3 separate regions of the Sus scrofa genome follow, and all the other regions are linked to region 3. Evidence: chromatin contacts called from public HiChIP or PLAC-seq data. All regions are on one chromosome and are shown on one strand. The core of a region is the stretch at or near the end of the contact, and the rest is flanking DNA. Distances in the headings are between cores, read along the strand shown. Region 1 overlaps BRD4 (bromodomain containing 4). Region 2 holds the start of NOTCH3 (neurogenic locus notch homolog protein 3). Region 3 holds the start of AKAP8L (A-kinase anchor protein 8-like).

Region 1 (2,916 bases), core at 2-2,501, 130 kb before region 3:
GTTGAACATTATTTCAGCTCACAACTATGACAGTGTCTACCTGGCAAGAGTGTCCCTCGTCGACTTGAAACAGGTCTGTTTTGGAGAAGAGGTTGGGCCATGTAGCATGTGTACTCTTCTGGCCAAGGGCACCCGAATACAGGTGGGGTTGTGGGGTGGGACTTTCAGTGGGACACCCCAAACCCCTAATGTCCAAGAACAAAACCAATCACCCTGCTTTAATCATAATGAAATAATCCCAATGTAAAATGTACATTTTTCTGACTTTAGTTCACTCTTTCAAAGCAACATGGCATAATACCAAAGAAAGTATAAAATAAAAATAAATAAATAAAATTTCCAAAGCCCACAGAGGCCTGGCCCACCCAGGACCCCAGCCTGCTCTGCTGCAGGATGCCACACCTGGAGCTTCCCCAGAGCCTCACCTGGAGCTTGCGGGCCATGGCCACCACCTCATGGTCAGGAGGGTTGTACTTGTAGCAGTTGGAGAACATCAATCGGACATCGGCACCAAATTCCTGAGCATCGCGGTACTCACGGGCCTCCAGTTTAGACTGGAAAAACAGGACAAGTCCTGGTTAACCATGGCTGCCCCTGCTCCAATGGGGAGGGGCAGCAAGGAGGGCTGCCTGTAGGAAAAAGGTGGCTTCTCAAAAGCTCTGGGTTTAACCCGACCCTAGTAGGAAAAGGTTATCACTGCAGTGCTAGCATGAGGTAGACAAAGAAACACTCAACAGTAAATCTCAGGGCTAGGAATTGTTCTGCTAGTATCCAAACCTACTCACCACGCCTGGCTAAAAGACGAATGGACACAGAATTCACAGAAGCTTAAACCAGAATTGTAAAGGGAGTGCTAGACCCAACTCTGACCTGATGTATACTTGCCTTTGTGACATAGGACAGGACACTGGTCAAAAGGAAGACAGCAATGTTCCCTGCTCTGCCCAAGTTTGAGCAGGTTTATTCAACTCGGAATAGGAGAAAAATGCCAAAAGGCTTAAAATAAACAAAACCGAAGAGGCCTCAAAATACATTACAATGAAAATGCCAGCACTTGCCCCTTCCATGACACAGAACCTGGCAAAGTCACCACTCCCTAAACTCTCCTGGAGCATCTACCACATGAAGGCCTCTATGGGCACTTGGCCTCAAGGCCACAAAGGGTTTGTCTTCAGCAGAGGGGTCAGCACTGCTGTGACTAAAATGGCCAGAGGATCTCAGATATCCCCCACAATCCCCAGCAGGGGGCGCTAGGCTTCTTTGGGCTGGTAAGAAGAGTTTTGTCAGCTACTCCTCTTGGAGAAGCCTCCTCCTAGACAGGCCTTCCTTGTCCCATGGAGCCCATTCCCCACCTCCTGGGGGTACATCCACTCACCTTTATAGTGCTCATGTCCATGGGGTGCTTGATGATGTCACAGTAGTCATGTAGGCCCAGCGCCTCCACGTCCACGGGCTTGTAGAATGGCCAGGCGTAAGCCGCATGCTTCTTGGCAAACATTTCCTTGAGGATGCCACTACAGCACTTAAGCTGCTCTGAGACCTTGCTGCTCTTATCTGGCGCTGGGTGCTGCTGCGAGTCGGGCACATCCTTCTTCGGAGGCTTAACAGGCCGGCTGCTCTCCCGCCGGGGGCCCAGCTTGGTGGTCTTGGGCTCCGGGGGCAGTGAGGGAGGCTCGTGAATGGGGTCGATGGTGGTGGGGGTGGTGGTGTCTGCTTTCCTCTTAACCCCCTTCTTTGTCTGCCGAGAGCACAGGCGTGATAGGCACGGTCAGAAGCGGCAGCCGGCACAGCGGGCCCTCAGGGTCACTCCTGAAGCCAGGTCCTTTCTAGGGTCTCAACACTCACAGGGAACAGGGCCCAAAGGTAATTCCACAGGTGAAGGATTGAAGACAGAGAGACCCTGTCCCACCACTCTGTTCTGCAGCTGGGACAGGACCCTGCCAGTGGCAGGAAAAAGCACACAACTGAGTGTGGGATCTGCTTATTGGAGACCATAGAGTCCTCCTAAAGCAGTTTCCTATAGATCAGGGAACTCTCCTAGAGCCAACCCTTGTCACTCTGGCCACCCATGGGAGGTATATCTCGGAACATGTTTAGACAGCATCTGCAAACATGTGGTCTAAATTAGAAATGGGGGAAGCATAGCAACTCCCTGGGAGGTTTGACTCAATTAGGGGATCTTTCTGTATCAGCAGGGTAGTAGCTTCTGGGCTATGCTCATTTAAACACAGCATGATTCAACCCCCAACCCCGCAACACCCACAAGTGCCCCAAGAACCAGAAGGACAGGTGACTGTTTACTGTAAGTCTCAATGAAATGGAGAGGAAGGAGGAAGGGGTCATTTAGCTGAGGCGGCAGGAGCCAGCCAGTGGCCAGGCTGAGCTAGACACATGCAGAGAATGCTCACCTTCACAGGTTGTGGGGTGGCCGCAATGATGGGTGGGTGGCTCTGCACGGGCTGGGGGGCTGGAGCGGGTGGGGGTGGTGGTTGAGGGGGCACCGGCGGGGGTGTCTGCAGTGGCTGGGGAGGTACCACTGTCATAACAGGGGTCTGGACGATGAGGTCTGGGGTGACGGCAGGGAAGGGGTGAGGAGTGGCCTGCACGGGTGGAGGATTCTGCTGAGGGGTCTGGGTCTGCGGAGGAGTCGATGCTTGTGTTGTGTTTGGTACCGTAGAGATGCCAGGTTTTGCCGACACTAGCAATCATAAAAAGAACAGGTGGTTAGATGCTGTGCCTGCATGCTGGCTGACCTTGTGGGGAGACACTGCCACACGTGGTGAGCACTCATCTGCATGGGCATGGCACACAGTCACTTATTTGCCTAAGAGACAGAACAACGGAATATCCTGGACCTCAGCAAGATCTGTCCACCTGTCCCAGGGGGCTTCCAAGAGCAGTGACATACCGTATTCT
Region 2 (2,861 bases), core at 293-2,792, 180 kb before region 3:
TGATTGTATGTGCATCTATGTGTAAGCCTGTGTGAGCTGTGTATGTGTCTTTTGTGAGCTGAGTGTGTATGTCTGCAGAGGTACTCTGCGTGTGTGTGCCTGCATGGGCACGTCTGCATCTCTGTATCTCTGTATGTGTGATCCAGGACTGTGTGCCTGTGAGTGTGACAGGACATGTCCATGTGCCATGGCCTCGCGGGGGCGGCTGCTCCTGCCTGGTCCTGCCCCACCAGCCTGGGGCTGGGCTGGGGAGGCCTGTTTGCTCCCACAGCCCCCACGCCCCGAGTGCTGAGTCCGCAGCAGCGTCCAGGGATCCTGGGCCAGGGCCACTAGGCCAGTGTCCCTCCCCTGCCGGCCAGGCCTCCCTTGGGGGGTGCTCCTCCGCAGCCCCCGCCCGGGCCCCGCCGCTGTCCCGCTTTGTCTGGCAAAGAAAGCGCGAGGCCGGCCAGGGGGAGGGGGTGTCTAGACGGCGCGGCCATTGTCCCCGGCGAGGGAGGGGAGAGGGGGAGGGGGAGGAGCAGGGGCCCCCCGGCCGGTTGGGGAGGGGCTAGGGCTGAGGAGAAGGGCGCTGGAGCGGGAGAGGAGCACGTGGGCTCGCGCCCCCTGCCCTCCCTCTGTGTCCAAGGCGGGGACGGGGTCCCGGGGCCGCCGGGTCCCGGCGGTCAGGGGAGGGAGCTGGGCTGCGGGCGGGGGAAGGGGCGCGGACGCCGCTCTAGCTCCAGCTCCAACTCCGGCTCCGGGTCTTCCGGCGCTCCGGCCTGGGAAGTTTTCTCTGAGTTTAGAACTCCGAGAACTTCGCGCCCCCTCCCCGCCCCCCGCCCGGCCAGGCCTGCCCCAGGGAGCGGGGGGGAGCTTTTGTGCTAGGGGTCCCCGGCCTGGTGGTACTTGAGTTCCAATCATGACCTTCCCAGGACTTCAGATGGGCGTGGGTTGTGAGAGAGCCCCAGACTCTTGGTTACCCTTCACACACCCGCTAATCTTGATCCCCGCACTAGAGCTCCTAGTTCCAGACCCCTGCGTCCCTTCATTGCCAACCCAGATCTTTCCTGGGCCCCAGTTCCTCGGGTCTCTAGGGTCTTGTCTCGTCCTCACTACCAATTCTGAGTCCCTGCCCACCCGCCACCCACCCCATCCCACCCCACCCCACCCCACCCGACCCAACCCCCGGGACACAGACCCTGGGCTCCAGAGCTCCCTGCCCCTTCTCTCTGGCCCTTGGTTTCCAGGTCCCCTAGGCCCAGACTCAGGGCAGTGGAGATTGCACTCCGTTCTTACTCTTCTCCTACACACCCACCGCATCCCACCCGCCAGGTCCAGGCCCCTCACCTGCAGCCCCGGACCCCGCTAGCAGCAGCAATAGGGGCAGCGTCCGCACGGACGGCAGGGGCGGCGGTGGCGACATCGGGCGACGGCGGCGGCGGCGGCCGCGGGGCCCCAGCCCCATGGCGGCAGGCCGCGACCCTCCCTCCTCCCTCCTCCCTCCTCCCTCCTTCCCTGGACTCCGGGCGCGTCCGGGGCCAGCCTCCGCGCCGCCAACTTCGTTGAAGTGAGACTGCCAGGCCGCCCCGCCCCCAGCCCTGGGCTGCTTGCCCCGCCCCAGGGCCGGCCCTGAGCTCCCCCGCCCCCGGCACCCACCCTCCACCCACACGGCCTGGGACCCACAGACCCTCAAGGAAACTCAGGCCAGCTATGCAGTGAGGCGCGGGCCCAGACAACGAGGTGTGTGAGAGACACACCTAGCTTCCTGAACATCTCCTGCTCCCCAACGCACACTCTGAGCCTGGACACAGAACAAGGACAGACGCACAGACACCCCCCCACACCCTGAAACTGAAGCCAGGCACGTCCTGCAAGGCTCCTGAACACACAGCCAGGATGCACAATTACCGATACGTGCACAGAACTTCCTGGGGACTTAAAATCTGAAACAGGAGTTCCCGTCTTGGCGCAGCGGAAACGAATCCGACTAGGAACCATGAGGTTGTGGGTTCAATCCCTAGCCTTGCTCAGTGGGTTAAGGATCCAGCGTTGCTGTGAGCTGTAGTGTAGGTCAAAGACGTGGCTGGGATCTGGCATTGCTGTGGCTCTGGTGTAGGCTGGCATCAACAGCTCCTATTAGACCCCTAGCCTGGGAACCTCCATGTGCCGCAGGAGCGGCCCTAAAGAGACAAAAGACAAAAAAAAAAAAAAAAAAAAAATCTGAAACACTCACAAACCCTAAACTCAGGCTCAGCCAGGCCTTGAGCCATGGGTAATACTTGCAGCCTCGGACCTCAAACACATGCTGGGAGTCTCATGCATGCTTGAAAACTCCCATACCCTTTCTCTCAGCCCTCCCTAAAAAGCACCCCTTCCTCCTCACTATACGTGTGAACCCCAAACGTCCACCCCAACCCCTAACCCCACCCCATACCCTACACATACATACCCCATTAGCTTTGCCATTAAGCTAATCTTGTTCAATTTGATCAAACTGCCTTTTCCAAAAGCAGTCATGATGCAAAAGCCACTGCAGTGGGCTCTGTCCTGTAGTGAGAATGGGCACCCCTGAAAAGCCCCAAGCCCAGTTTGGGGAAGCCCTCAGTCTGGGGAAGAAAAAGCCAGATAGAGACACCCTCAGCACTGTGGGCTTAGGGCTGGGCCAGAAGTAAGGACAGAGACTGGGGAAAGCACACAGAGGGGCTGGTGAGGGCTCTGCCTGGGGTAAGGGAGTTACTTATTCATTCATTCATTTATTCAACAAGTAGGTATTAAAGCTCCAGCTCTATGTCCAGCATTGTTCCAGGGATTGGGGATACACCTTCCTCCCCTAGGGAGGGCTTCCCCAAGGAAAGTTCACTGGAGCTCAGCCCAGAACTGGA
Region 3 (3,048 bases), core at 37-2,536:
ACAGTACATAAAGCAGCCTATAGAGAAGCCCCAGAGGCTCAGATTCCATTCCCAGTCCTAAACATTCCAAGTCGAATGCAGGTTACCTGGCAACCACACATGCTCAAGCCTGTAATAACCCCATTACCAAGGAAGCTTCTGGCTGAGAAGCCTCATCAGTTATTTCCAAGGCAAACCCAAGCATCTTCTGAGTTCACCCAGGGATGATTTGCAATCACCCAAACATATCCTATGGCACCCTCTCTAATTTCATCATCCACCCTCCCCTTTGCTCAAATCCCACTGATTTCCCTGACTGATCTTTTAACAAGCCAGGCAGTTCCTAACACTGGGTCTTTATGCTGAGGGCCCCCTGGGCCAGATACCTTAACTCACTCATTTCATTCGGGTCTCTGCTAAAATGTCACCTCTTCAGAGCTCTCCAACCACCCTATGTAACACATCAACCGTCTCAGAGTACTGAACACCCCAGAATATATACTATGTTTGCCGATTATGGCCTGCTCTCCTCTATAAAATACTTGAGGAATTCTTGTCACTATTCCAGAGTGTATTCGGCACCTGAGAGATGAATTTGACAGATACTGAATGAGTCAACACGGAAGCGTGCCATTCCTCACAAAGCTCCGGCTCGGCCCCTAAGGACCCAAGGTTCCCCACTCAGCCCAAACCCTTCAAATATTTATTTATTCATCTCCCCGGGGCAAAGACGGCAGCTGCGGCATCCGGCAGTGGAAACTACGCAAGGGAGAAGAGTATGGTAATGGTAACGGTAATAGCAGCTGAGTCCGCAGACTGACCTGAAGGCCTGAAGTCTGAGAAGGGGCAACCTGAGACGTCGAGGGCCCAAGAGGCCTGACCAGGAACCGAGGCCGAGGACCACAGATACAGATGACAGAAGACAAGACTTAGGGAGGCCAGGAGCCGAGACCCAAAGCTGCCAGGACAGAGAACCTGAGACGCCGAGACGAGAGGGGCGCGAAACTGAGGCGACGGGCCCACGGCGCCATTTTGTGACCGCAGAAAGAGTAGTGTCCAAGCCCCGGGGGAGTCGCGGACAAGCCTGGCCCGGCCCTGGCACACCCCTGTCCCACCCCACCCGGAGCCCGACCCCTACCCTGCCAGGCTCACCTGTGTAGCTCATGGCAGCAGCTAACACTACACTTGAAGACTACAGCAGGGGGTTCCACGCGTCCAAAGCCGCGATAGCGGCGACAATCCCCCAAGCCCCTTCTACACACAGCTTAGCCCCTCCTCCCGACCGCATTGGCTCACGCCGGACCCTAGCTTCACGCTTGTTGGATGACCTTGTTGTCGATCTCGGAGAGTCCCTATGCCCGTGGCTGAGGGCACTGTCAATCTCATGATCGCCCCGCCCTATTCCCGCCTCTCGTTATGCCGACACTACGGTTATTGGCTGAGAGAAGACGGCCGGGAGGTGGAATCCTGTAGAGTTCGAAGGGGAGGAGCTGTGCACTACGGAAAGACCTGAGGCCCAAGCGGGGCCGGGCGGGAGGTGGGCCTGTGTCCTGGAAGCCCGCCAGAGGGAGCCGGCTCAACAGCTCAGGGTGCTGCTCCAATCCCGGCTTTGCCTCGAGGCTATTATGCCAACCTAGACTATTTCTGACTTCTCTGGCCTTCATAACGAACACGGTAGAGCCATGTTGGAATGAAAACTATAACTAAGCGCCAAACAAGATACGGGGCACACGGTCAGACATATGAGATAAATGTAAATAATTCATTCCGAATTCCTGTTGTGGCTCAGCTGAAACAAACCCAACCTGGATCCATGAGGATGCAGGTTCCATCCCTGGCCTTGCTCAGTGTGATAACGATCTGGCGCTGCTGTGAGCTGTGGTGTAGGTTGCAGACGCGGGTGGGAAGTGGAGTTGCTGTGATTGTAGCTGTGGCATGGGCCACAGCTCCAATTTGACCCTTAGCTGGAGGAACCTCCATATGCCACAAGTGCGGCCCTAAAAAGCAGAAAAAAGAATTCAGTCAGAGTTCTCTTGTGGCTCTGTAGGTTAAGAATCCTGTTGTCACTGCAGAATCTCAGGTAGCTCCTGGGGCACAGTTGGACCTCCAGCCCAGGGATTTCTGCATGTGTGTGTGTTGGGGGGGGGTGCACCCAAAAAAGAAATTTTAAAAATTCAGCCCAGTGCCAGGTGTGCTGAAATGTTGCATTTGGTTATCTACCATTACATAACAAATATATTTATATAGCATGTTTATATTACATATATGCTATATATATTTGTATTATCATGTAAATGCTCCTTCTTATCTACAAGGAAACTCTTTTAAAAATCCCCACTTAAAAGATAAAATTGAGAAAAAAAAAAAAGATAAAATTGAGGCTTGGACTTCATCACTCATGATCCTTGACACAAGTGTTAAAGTGGGAACTTCCCCTCTAAACCTGTTTGTTTTGGACTTAGGAACCCCTGCAGTAGCCCAGCCAGGCTGTTCCCCAGCACCCACACTGGATGTGTGGGACCCACTTTCAGAGACATCTCATATCTTCTAGGAGATGACTTGACAGAGCTGTAGACACTGTAAACTGTACTTGTGTGTTTGTGCGAATTCAAACTGTATGACTTTTTTTTTTGGTTTTACTTTAAAAGTTTGTTTTAAAGCATGGTGCTGCTGACATTAATTGATATTGAAGAACTGTCCCTTTCTTTAGTTTAACAATTGCACTTTTTAAGTCCATATCCTTCAGAGGAATATGTGGAAATATTAAGAGATTAACTGATCTGACTGATGACCAGGATGTGCTTCACCATAACTCAGATGGGGGAAAGGGAGAAGGGCACAGAGGGTTTACAGCTAAAGAGATTGGTCATGAGTTTATAACTGTTGAGTAGATGATGGTTCCTTTTACCATTCCACTTTTGTATGGTTGGAATTCTCCATGATAAAATATCTTTAACAACTCCTTATTCAAAAATGAGGCTTATGCAGAATTTGCTGCCCCATGGCACAAGGGTCATGGTGCATTGAGAAACTCCATACATGAAGCATATGAAGCTCTGATTAATGTGC

The links. HiChIP or PLAC-seq counts read pairs in DNA pulled down with a chosen protein or histone mark.
Region 1: a contact with region 3 is called in an H3K27ac HiChIP or PLAC-seq map of alveolar macrophages. The contact joins the enhancer-like site here to the promoter of AKAP8L in region 3. A contact is called at or near these places in 1 of 5 promoter capture datasets (fetal liver), 3 of 47 Hi-C or Micro-C datasets (embryonic fibroblasts, heart right ventricle and skeletal muscle) and 2 of 2 datasets of contacts at active chromatin or transcription factors (alveolar macrophages and skeletal muscle).
Region 2: an H3K27ac HiChIP or PLAC-seq map of skeletal muscle shows a contact between it and region 3. The contact joins the promoter of NOTCH3 here to the promoter of AKAP8L in region 3. A contact is called at or near these places in 4 of 47 Hi-C or Micro-C datasets (embryonic fibroblasts, epiblast stem cells, heart right ventricle and 1 more) and 2 of 2 datasets of contacts at active chromatin or transcription factors (alveolar macrophages and skeletal muscle).

What each region holds. Positions count from the first base shown.
Region 1 is chr2:62,315,861-62,318,776 of Sscrofa11.1, reverse strand. It overlaps BRD4 (bromodomain containing 4), which reads right to left. Exons shown (of 19, transcript NM_001204772.1): 4 at 2,409-2,698; 5 at 1,376-1,738; 6 at 426-554. Among named protein-coding and RNA genes, the nearest start is that of BRD4, 9.5 kb to the right of the region's middle. Within about 2 kb of position 1,251, at least 8 of the 83 cell types and tissues checked have an H3K27ac peak or open chromatin away from gene starts, as enhancers often do. A contact at or near this core is called in alveolar macrophages and skeletal muscle, where this site is marked.
Region 2 is chr2:62,363,188-62,366,048 of Sscrofa11.1, reverse strand. NOTCH3 (neurogenic locus notch homolog protein 3) reads right to left here and starts at 1,542. Exons shown (of 33, transcript XM_021083631.1): 1 at 1,327-1,542. The coding sequence starts at 1,444.
Region 3 is chr2:62,182,973-62,186,020 of Sscrofa11.1, reverse strand. AKAP8L (A-kinase anchor protein 8-like) reads right to left here and starts at 1,286. Exons shown (of 24, transcript XM_005652898.3): 1 at 1,132-1,286. The coding sequence starts at 1,144.